3 separate regions of the Sus scrofa genome follow, and regions 2 and 3 are each linked to region 1. Evidence: chromatin contacts called from public Hi-C data. All regions are on one chromosome and are shown on one strand. Each heading gives the region's core, a stretch centred on a gene start, on an enhancer-like site or on the middle of the called end of the contact. The rest is flanking DNA. Distances are from core to core; before and after follow the strand shown. Region 1 holds the start of TNS2 (tensin-2). Region 2 holds the start of SPRYD3 (SPRY domain containing 3). Region 3 holds the start of SOAT2 (sterol O-acyltransferase 2).

Region 1 (2,700 bases), core at 78-2,577:
GATGAGGGTGCCGGGGGTCTGGCCTGAGCTTCCCAGGCCTGCTCTAGGGAGCTGCTTTTCCTCTCAGCACCGGCTGAGGGCTCAGCGCTCTCCTATCTCCATGTCACTTTGTGTGTGTGTGCATGCACGTGTGTGCGTGCGTGCATGTGTGTGTGTGTGTGTGTGTGTGCGTGCGTGTGTGTCTTTTAAGGGCCGCACCCGCGGCATATGGCGTTTCCCAGGCAGGGGTCAGATTGGAGCTGTAGCTGCTGGGCTGGACTACACCACAGCCATAGCAACACGGAATCCCTAACCCACTGAGTGAGGCCAGGGATCGAACCTGCATCCTCGTGGGTACTAGTCAGATTTGTTTCCACTGAGCCAGGACAGGAACGCCTACATCTCACTTCAGAGGTGCTCCACAGGGTGGTGAGACTCAAAGCTTTGCTTCCCTGGCCACCCAACACAGGGGTGAGTGAGCCACCCACATGGACAAGAGCAAGAGTCAGAGGATGTTTGGGGACCTACTGCCAAGCAAGGGGAGTTTCTATGCCTCAGGAGGCAGCAGGAGTAGAAATAAGCCAGCAAGAGGGTCTGGCTCAGGATACCTGCAATAGCAGGAGAGAAAGGCCACCCCCCACCCCCACAGCTACCCTAGCACCTCTCCTGGCCCTGGCAGGACTGGGGACTAGACCAGGCCAGGCCCCCGTTGCCCTCACTGGCCAGGGCCCTGGAATGTCCTGGGACCCAGCCAGGGCTGATGGGGTGGGAGTGGGTTACAGAGCCAATGCCCCTCTCCAGTTACAGGCTAGGCCTCCCTCTGGCCAAGGTACCCTGGGGACAGACCTTCTGACCTGGAAGTTGAATTAGAGCTTCAAGGGCGAATGAGGCCCAGCGCGGGCAGAACCAAGGATGTGTCCTGAGTGGGCTCATCCCACAGGAGGCAGGGTTAGACCAAGCAGACGGGCAAGAGGGGGAAGAGGGAAGCCTGGGACCTGGTGGGAGAAGCCGGAGCTAGGGGAGCTGCCAGAGCCCTGGGTGGGTCAGTAAATATGGTACAAATTGCGGAGGGGGGCACATCTGCACATTCTTTCAAGCAACTGGACGGCTCTGTCCAGGGCTTGGGGCTGAGGACCCCTAGGCTGTTAACCCCTTATCCTTGGGGAAGATCACTGCCCCCCTTTCCAAGGCCCCAGTCCACCTCCTTCCCTTGACTCCCGGGACAGGAAGCTGGCCTTGTTCCCAGGAGGGAGGCAGGAGGCCCACGGAGGGGGGTGGAGTGTGGTTGGGAGGGGGGCCTGCTGTCCAGTCCTCGGGCCCTGGGACAGCTGCTGAGGAAGGAGAACCGAACAGGGAGAGCCATGAAGGTAGTTCTCAGGCTTGGGGCTCCTGCGGTGGGGACGGGGCCCAGGCCCAGGGCCTGGGATGGAGGGCTTAAGGGGCTGGACTCAGAAGCAGAGCTGGGGACCCAAGCGGTCCCCCGAAACAAGCCAGGGAGTAGAGTCGGTGAGTGGGGGGCTGTGTGAGGAGCAGAGCTCTCAGGAGAAGGGCCTCAAAAGCTTTGGGCGGGTGCTGAGGAATGGCCCGCTCCTGTGGGCAGAGCGGTCTCTGGCTGGAATTTGACCTTCCAGGGTGGACGGTGGGGCCAGGGGGGCTGTGCCTCTGTTCCTTTCCCTACTTCTTCACCATCAGGGAAGCTGAGGCAGGAGGCTGACCCGCAGGTTGCCCTCCAGCCCCTGGACAGGCAGGCCGGCCTTCTAGGACAGTGATTCCCAGCTCCCCGCCCTCCCCACCAGAAGTCCCCAGGGCACCCACCCCAAGAGTTCAGGCTCAGAGGCTGGCGGAGGCTGGCCGGGCTGGGACGCAGTGTTCCCCACTGGCCACTGGTCCTTGAGCCCTGCCCTGAGATCTAAATTCCCACCCCGCCCCTGCCCCGCCCCCTGGGGGCTGGATCTCATGATCAGCAGATCCCTGGATAGGGTGGATCCCTGGGCCAGGGGCCGCACCAGAGTAGGGGCAGTCGAGGGCAAAAGATCCTGGGTTGACACTCCCAGCAGGGTAGATCCTGGGAATCTGATCTCCTGGCCTCCCCCACATCCTCCCCCCTCCCCCACTTCCTGGAGCAGCGACCTGCCCCCTCCCCCCCTGCGCTCCCCTCCACTTCCAGGGCTGGGCTTCTCCTCACACCAGCCAGACAGCCTACTCTCCACCCAGGGGAAGCGGCTGCCTCCGCCAGGCTGCTTCCAGGAAGCCCCGGGCCAGGCCCCAGCATTGTTCGGGCCCCACAGCCGGCACCCCAGGCAGCCGGACACCATGAAGTCCAGCGGCCCCGTGGAGCGGCTGCTCAGAGCCCTGGGGAGGAGGGACAGCAGCCGGGCCACCAGCAGGGTAGGAGTACCCGTTGGCTGGGCAGAGGAGGGGCAGGGGTGGAGGTGTGGGCAGTGGGGGAGGGGGCCAGGACTCAGGCCAGACCCTCTTCCCATTTCCACTTCCGCAGCCTTCTCCCCTTATCCTGCGTCTCCTTGTGACTCCGCTGCTTTGGGGTGGCCAGGGCTGGGGCATGAGCAGCAGAAATTTGGGTTAGAGCAGACCCTGGTGCCTCTTTTGGCTCCCCTGTCACATTCCCTGCCCGGGCTAAAGCCACCCCTGCACCCAGGCAGGTACACATCATTGTAGGACTTTTCTGGGTACTATTCGGGAGCTCGAGAGGGCTTCCTTAGA
Region 2 (2,700 bases), core at 3-2,502, 33 kb after region 1:
GAAGAAGGTCAGGGCCAGAGCAACATACTACAGACCACAGAAAGGAGTCAGAATTTTATTCCAAGTGTGATGGAAAATCCCTGGAAGGTTTTAAGCAAGGAAATGATATGCTCTTAAGGTTTATCAGATTGTAAAGCTGTCAGGCTGTTGATTGCTGGCTAAACTGATCATAAGAGGAGCAAGAACAGAAATGGCAGTTGGAGCTGTTCTGAAGAGACGGCATCCACTAAGATGGCAGCAGTGAAGAAGGGGAGGAGTAGGATGACCCAGGTATTTAAACCACCAAGAGGCGGGTTCGATCCCTGGCCTTGCTCTGTGGGTCAAGGATTTGGTGTTGCCAGGAGCTGCGATGTAGGTCGCAGACTTGGCTGGGATCCGGTGTTGCTGTGGCTGTGGCACAGGCCCGCAGCTGTAGCTCCGATTAGGCGCCTAGCCTGGGAAGCTCCATAAGCCGCTGGTGCGGCCCTAAAAAAACAATAATAATAATAATAATAATAAAAAACCACCAAGAGTGCTAACATATGAACGAATGAATGAGCGGATTTTTCCTGGGAGCCAGAAGTGACAAAAAGGGGAGTTATTTTTCTCTTCCCATCCCCCAAACTCCGGGACAAGGGTTTCATCCAGGCCTGACCATGCCTTGCACACAGCAAGGGTTTAGGTAGCCAAGCCTGGGCTGAATTCAACCCCAACGCGCATGTTACAGGATTCTGCAGTCGCTACAAGCCACCGTGTGGCCCAGAAGGCTAGGCACCTGCGGGGCAGCCCGGGACTGGCTTCCTGGGCCCTCGGCCAGGGCTTGACCCCAGGTCGACGCTGGCGCCCCAGACTTAGAGGAGCATCTGCTTGCCTAGAATCCCACAGCCTTGGCACCGGCGAGTGGTGGCGCCCTCCGGCCCCGCCTCTACCCCAGGCGCAGCCCGAGCACTCAGTTGAGGGTCAAGGGGGAAAGGGCCCCGGCCGTCAGTGTGACTACGCCCAGTCTCCCCCTGCCCGGCACTGGGCCCAGGGTCCCCGGGGAGGAAACCCAGTGACCAGAACGCAAGGCCCGCCCCGACTCCAAAGCCTCCGCCCAGGACCCCCGCCTCCCGCCTCAGGCTCCGTGGAGACCGACCCGAGGCCTCCGGGACCCCGCCCCCGATCCCCGCCTACCGGGGCCGCCGCGTCCTCCTCATCCATAGGCCTCTCAGCTCCGCTCACTAGCTCTTCGGCCGCCGCCACCACACACATCCGGGTCCCCGCCCTTCCTAAGCTCCCGGAGGCCCGCCCCTTTCCACCACCTCGGCCAATCTTTAGCGGCTGAGAACGACAGGCATCTGCAGGAGCCAATCGAAGGGCGCAGACCGGATCGGGCGCGGCCCGGTGAACCGGGTACCTAGTGCCGGGCAGGGGCTGGTAAACCCGGGTGTCGAGAGGGTGGGAGGTGACGACGTGGCGGCGCGGACTCTGCGCGGGGCGCCCCGGGCGCTGACTGGCCAGTCCAGGGGCGGCTCCCGCAGCGGACGGGGCGGGCAGGGAAGGTCGCTGCGCACCCACAAATACTATTTCCACAGCGTTCGTTCTGAGTCAGATGCTAAGAGCTTTGTAGAAATGTCCTTTTAATCCACTCAACAACCCTATGAAATGAATTTTATTATTAAATCCTTTTTGCAGATGCGCGAGCCTGAGGCTGGCCTCCATAGCTCGTGCGCCGGTTACCATATGCTTTGTAGTCTCCTGAATTATACCGTTACCATGTGCTTTATATTCTCCCGAGCTCCATTTCATGTCACCTTTCATTCATTTCTGGGCAGCACCTTCTCTGCCTGGAAGACACAACTTTGGATGCAAAAAGCACAGTTGCATGAAATGGCATACTGTGCAGGAAGGTTTGAATGACTTATGGAAAGTTAGACTGGGGCTGTAATGTGAAGGGAAGAAGGACACCAACATATATTGAGCACCTACTAAAGGGTGTTTATTAGGAGTTCCCTGGTGATCTAGTGCTCAGGACTCTGGTCTAGTGGTTAGGACTCTCCGCTTTCACCTCTGAGGCCCTTCCATTCCTGACCTGGGAACTGAGATTCCACATCAAGCTGATGCTCCGGGCCGAATAAATAAATAAAAACAAAAGGTGTTGGCGTTCCCATTGTGGCTCAGTGGTTAACGAACCCGACTTGTATCCATGAGGACGTGGGTTCGATCCCTGACCTCGCTCAGTGGGTTAACGATCTGGCCTTTCTGTGAGCTGTGGTGGAGGTCTCAGACGCAGCTGGGATCTGGGGTTGCTGTGGCTGTGGCATAGGCCGGCAGCTGTAGCTCTGATAAGACCCCTAGCTTGGGAATCTCCATATGCCTCCGGTAGGACCCTAAAAAGACAAAAAACAAACCAAAAAAAAAGGAAATCTGGACTATAATGCCAGATCTGTGATTGATGTTTACTTGTTATGTTTCCTTAGGCTCCTTAATCTGCAATCTGTCTTTCCTGAATAGTAGATGCCAATTTTTTTTTTTTTTTTTTTTTTTTTTTTTGTCTTTTCTAGGGCGGCATCCCCAGCATATGGAGGTTCCCAGGCCAGGGGTCCAGTCGGAGCTGTAGCCTCCGTCCTACACCACAGCCACAGCAACACCAGATCTGAGCCACGTCTGCGACCTACACCACAGCTCACGGCAACGCCGGATCCTTAACCCACTGAGCTAGGCCAGGGATCGAACCCGCAA
Region 3 (2,700 bases), core at 97-2,596, 53 kb after region 1:
TTTTTTTTTTTCCCACTGTACAGCAAGGGGGTCAGGTTATCCTTACATGTATACATTACAATTACATTTTTCCCCCCACCCTTTCTTCTGTTGCAACATGAGTATCTAGACAAAGTTCTCAATGCTATTCAGCAGGATCTCCTTGTAAATCTATTCTAAGTTGTGTCTGATAAGCCCAAGCTCCCGATCCCTCCCCCTCCCATCAGGCAGCCACAAGTCTCTTCTCCAAGTCCATGATTTTCTTTTCTGAGGAGATGTTCATTTGTGCTGGATATTAGATTCCAGTTATAAGTGATATCATATGGTATTTGTCTTTGTCTTTCTGGCTCATTTCACTCAGGATGAGATTCTCTAGTTCCATCCATGTTGCTGCAAATGGCATTATTTCATTCTTTTTTATGGCTGAGTAGTATTCCATTGTGTATATATACCACTCTTCCGAATCCAATCATCTGTCGATGGACATTTGGGTTGTTTCCATGTCTTGGCTATTGTGAATAGTGCTGCAATGAATATGCGGGTGCACGTGTCTCTTTTAAGTAGAGTTTTGTCCGGATAGATGCCCAAGAGTGGGATTGCGGGGTCATATGGAAGTTCTATGTATAGATTTCTAAGGTAGGAAGGAAACTATTATTTATTGAGCTCTTGCCCTGAACCAGGCCCTGGACTGCCTGCTTTTCCTTGGACTACCTCAGTTGGTGCTTACAGTAGCCCCGTGAGGTAGAGACTGGTGCCTGTTTTTCACAGGAGAAACCCGTAGCTTAAACTATATGGGTTATTTGCCTGAAGATCCACAGCCAGTAAATGATCAACGAGGGAGGATTTAAATCTGGTTCTTCCATATGTGACAGCACCTGGTATTCCTCAGGTGCTGAATAAGTGCACCTGGTATTCCTCAGGTGCTGAATAAGTGCTTGTTTTGCCTCCTGTTGGCCTACCGCCTAAGCTCAGCAGGTGGAGGGAGGAGCCATTGTGCAAGGGGCCCTGGTACCTAGCACTTCCTGGAGGGGCCACGGCACCACCTGTTGTCACAGGTGCCAAGCTCATCAGGATAGAAACCCCACGTACACAAAGAGTCAGAGTCATCAGCAAGTTTCTTGCACACACCTTATCATGGTCTAAGGGAGCTGAGAGCACCGATCCCTGCAGATATTTCTGGCTCCTTCCTGACCTTCAGCCTACTGGAAAGAGATTGGAAGGATGCCAGGCCAGGTGATAAGCCTCAGAGAGGCGAGGTCGCCTCCCCACGACTTGCATGGGTGTCGAGAGCCCACCATTCCTGTGGGAGGGAGATGGGCCCATGGGCGGAGGTTGGGCTATTTGTTGGGGGGTTGTGTCCATGCCTGTGACAGCCAGCAGAGCGGAGCCAGGGCTGAGATGGTGCTGACTTCCTGGATAACCTCTAAACCCCTCCTCCTGAAAGGACTTTGGAGCTGTTAGAGGAGCCGAGGGAGATAAGAGCGTGGCCAGGCAAGCTTGAAGGAAGGGAGGGAACGCTCACTGGCCACCACTGCCTGGTGAAGACACATCATGGAGCCCAGGGCAGCCCAGCTGCGGCAGAGAGGAGGGCTAGGAAAAGAGCAGGAGGACCAGCCCTGCAGAGAAGGGGAGCCCCGATCTGGGAGTGCAGATCGCCCAGGTGGGGTTGGAGGTGGGCATACGCTGTCAGAGGGGGCTCCTGCTGTTTATCTTCACTCCTTCTTGCTGTTCTGGGACAGACCCAGCTTCTGCCCCCTAACGACCCAGCTTCTGCCACCTAACGAGCCAGTTGGGGAGGGGAGGAGAGAAGGGATATTCAGTGCTTTGCCGTATCTTTTTGACTCTTTCACCTGAGTGGGTGATCAGAATAGCTTCCTGGAGTTTCCGCTCTGGCTCAGAGGCTAACAAACCCGACTAGAATCCATGAGGATGCCGGTTCGATCCCTGGCCTTTCTCAGTGGGTTAAAGATCCAGCGTTGCCCTGAGCTGTGGTGTAGGTGGCAGACGTGGTTCAGATTTGAGTTGTTGTGGCTGTGGCGTAGGCTGGTAGCTACAGCTCTGATTCTACCCTTAGCCTGGGAACCTCCATATACTGCGAGTGCAGCCCTAAAGCGACAAGAGATAAAAAAGAGAGAGAGCGAGAATAGCTTCCTGCTCCCTGGGTCCCCGTTTCTAGTAATGTGATCAGGCTCCTTGCTTGCCAGGGGCCTCCTCATCCCCCTGCAAAAATAACTTCCCCAGAGTTCCCATTGTGGCTCAGCAGGTTAAGAACCCGACTGGTATCCAAGAGGATGTGGGTTCGATCCCTGGCCTCGATCAGTGGGTTAAGGATCTGGTGTTGCTGTGGCTGTAGTGTAGGCTGGCTGCTGCAGCTCTGATTCAACCCTTAGCCCCAGGAACTTCCATATGCCACAAATTTGGCCCTAAAAAGCAAAAAGCAAACAAACGAAAACTTCCCCTTCTGATTGCCTGCCACCCCCCTCTGATGATACTAGATATTGACTGTTGGCTGGGAGGCGGGGAGGCTGCTGAGCACACAGAAAGCACTGCCTGGACACAGGATGCCTCTGGGTTTGCACAAGGCAACAGAACCCTAACTCTTCCCCTTTGACCCCATCTCCTAGGAAACAATGAGACACACAGAGGCCCAGATTTGGTACAATGGACCCGGCATATGCAGGTGAGGTCAGAGGTCAACATGGACAGGTCCTAGAGTAAAGG

What was found. A called contact is a pair of places that touch in the nucleus more often than the background predicts.
Region 2: a Hi-C map of skeletal muscle shows a contact between it and region 1, with 2.0 times the contacts expected there. The contact joins the promoter of SPRYD3 here to the promoter of TNS2 in region 1. A contact is called at or near these places in 9 of 47 Hi-C or Micro-C datasets (embryonic fibroblasts, heart right ventricle, liver and 3 more) and 1 of 2 datasets of contacts at active chromatin or transcription factors (skeletal muscle).
Region 3: a contact with region 1 is called in a Hi-C map of mesenteric adipose tissue, with 3 times the contacts expected there. The contact joins the promoter of SOAT2 here to the promoter of TNS2 in region 1. A contact is called at or near these places in 3 of 5 promoter capture datasets (fetal liver and liver), 22 of 47 Hi-C or Micro-C datasets (adipose tissue, alveolar macrophages, blood and 14 more) and 2 of 2 datasets of contacts at active chromatin or transcription factors (alveolar macrophages and skeletal muscle).

What each region holds. Positions count from the first base shown.
Region 1 is chr5:18,304,161-18,306,860 of Sscrofa11.1, forward strand. It overlaps TNS2 (tensin-2), which reads left to right and starts at 1,328. Exons shown (of 31, transcript XM_021091695.1): 1 at 1,328-1,346; 2 at 2,194-2,367. The coding sequence starts at 1,341.
Region 2 is chr5:18,337,410-18,340,109 of Sscrofa11.1, forward strand. SPRYD3 (SPRY domain containing 3) reads right to left here and starts at 1,253. Exons shown (of 11, transcript NM_001245003.1): 1 at 1,153-1,253. The coding sequence starts at 1,175.
Region 3 is chr5:18,357,595-18,360,294 of Sscrofa11.1, forward strand. SOAT2 (sterol O-acyltransferase 2) reads left to right here and starts at 1,347. Exons shown (of 15, transcript XM_021091697.1): 1 at 1,347-1,651; 2 at 2,604-2,659. The coding sequence starts at 1,531.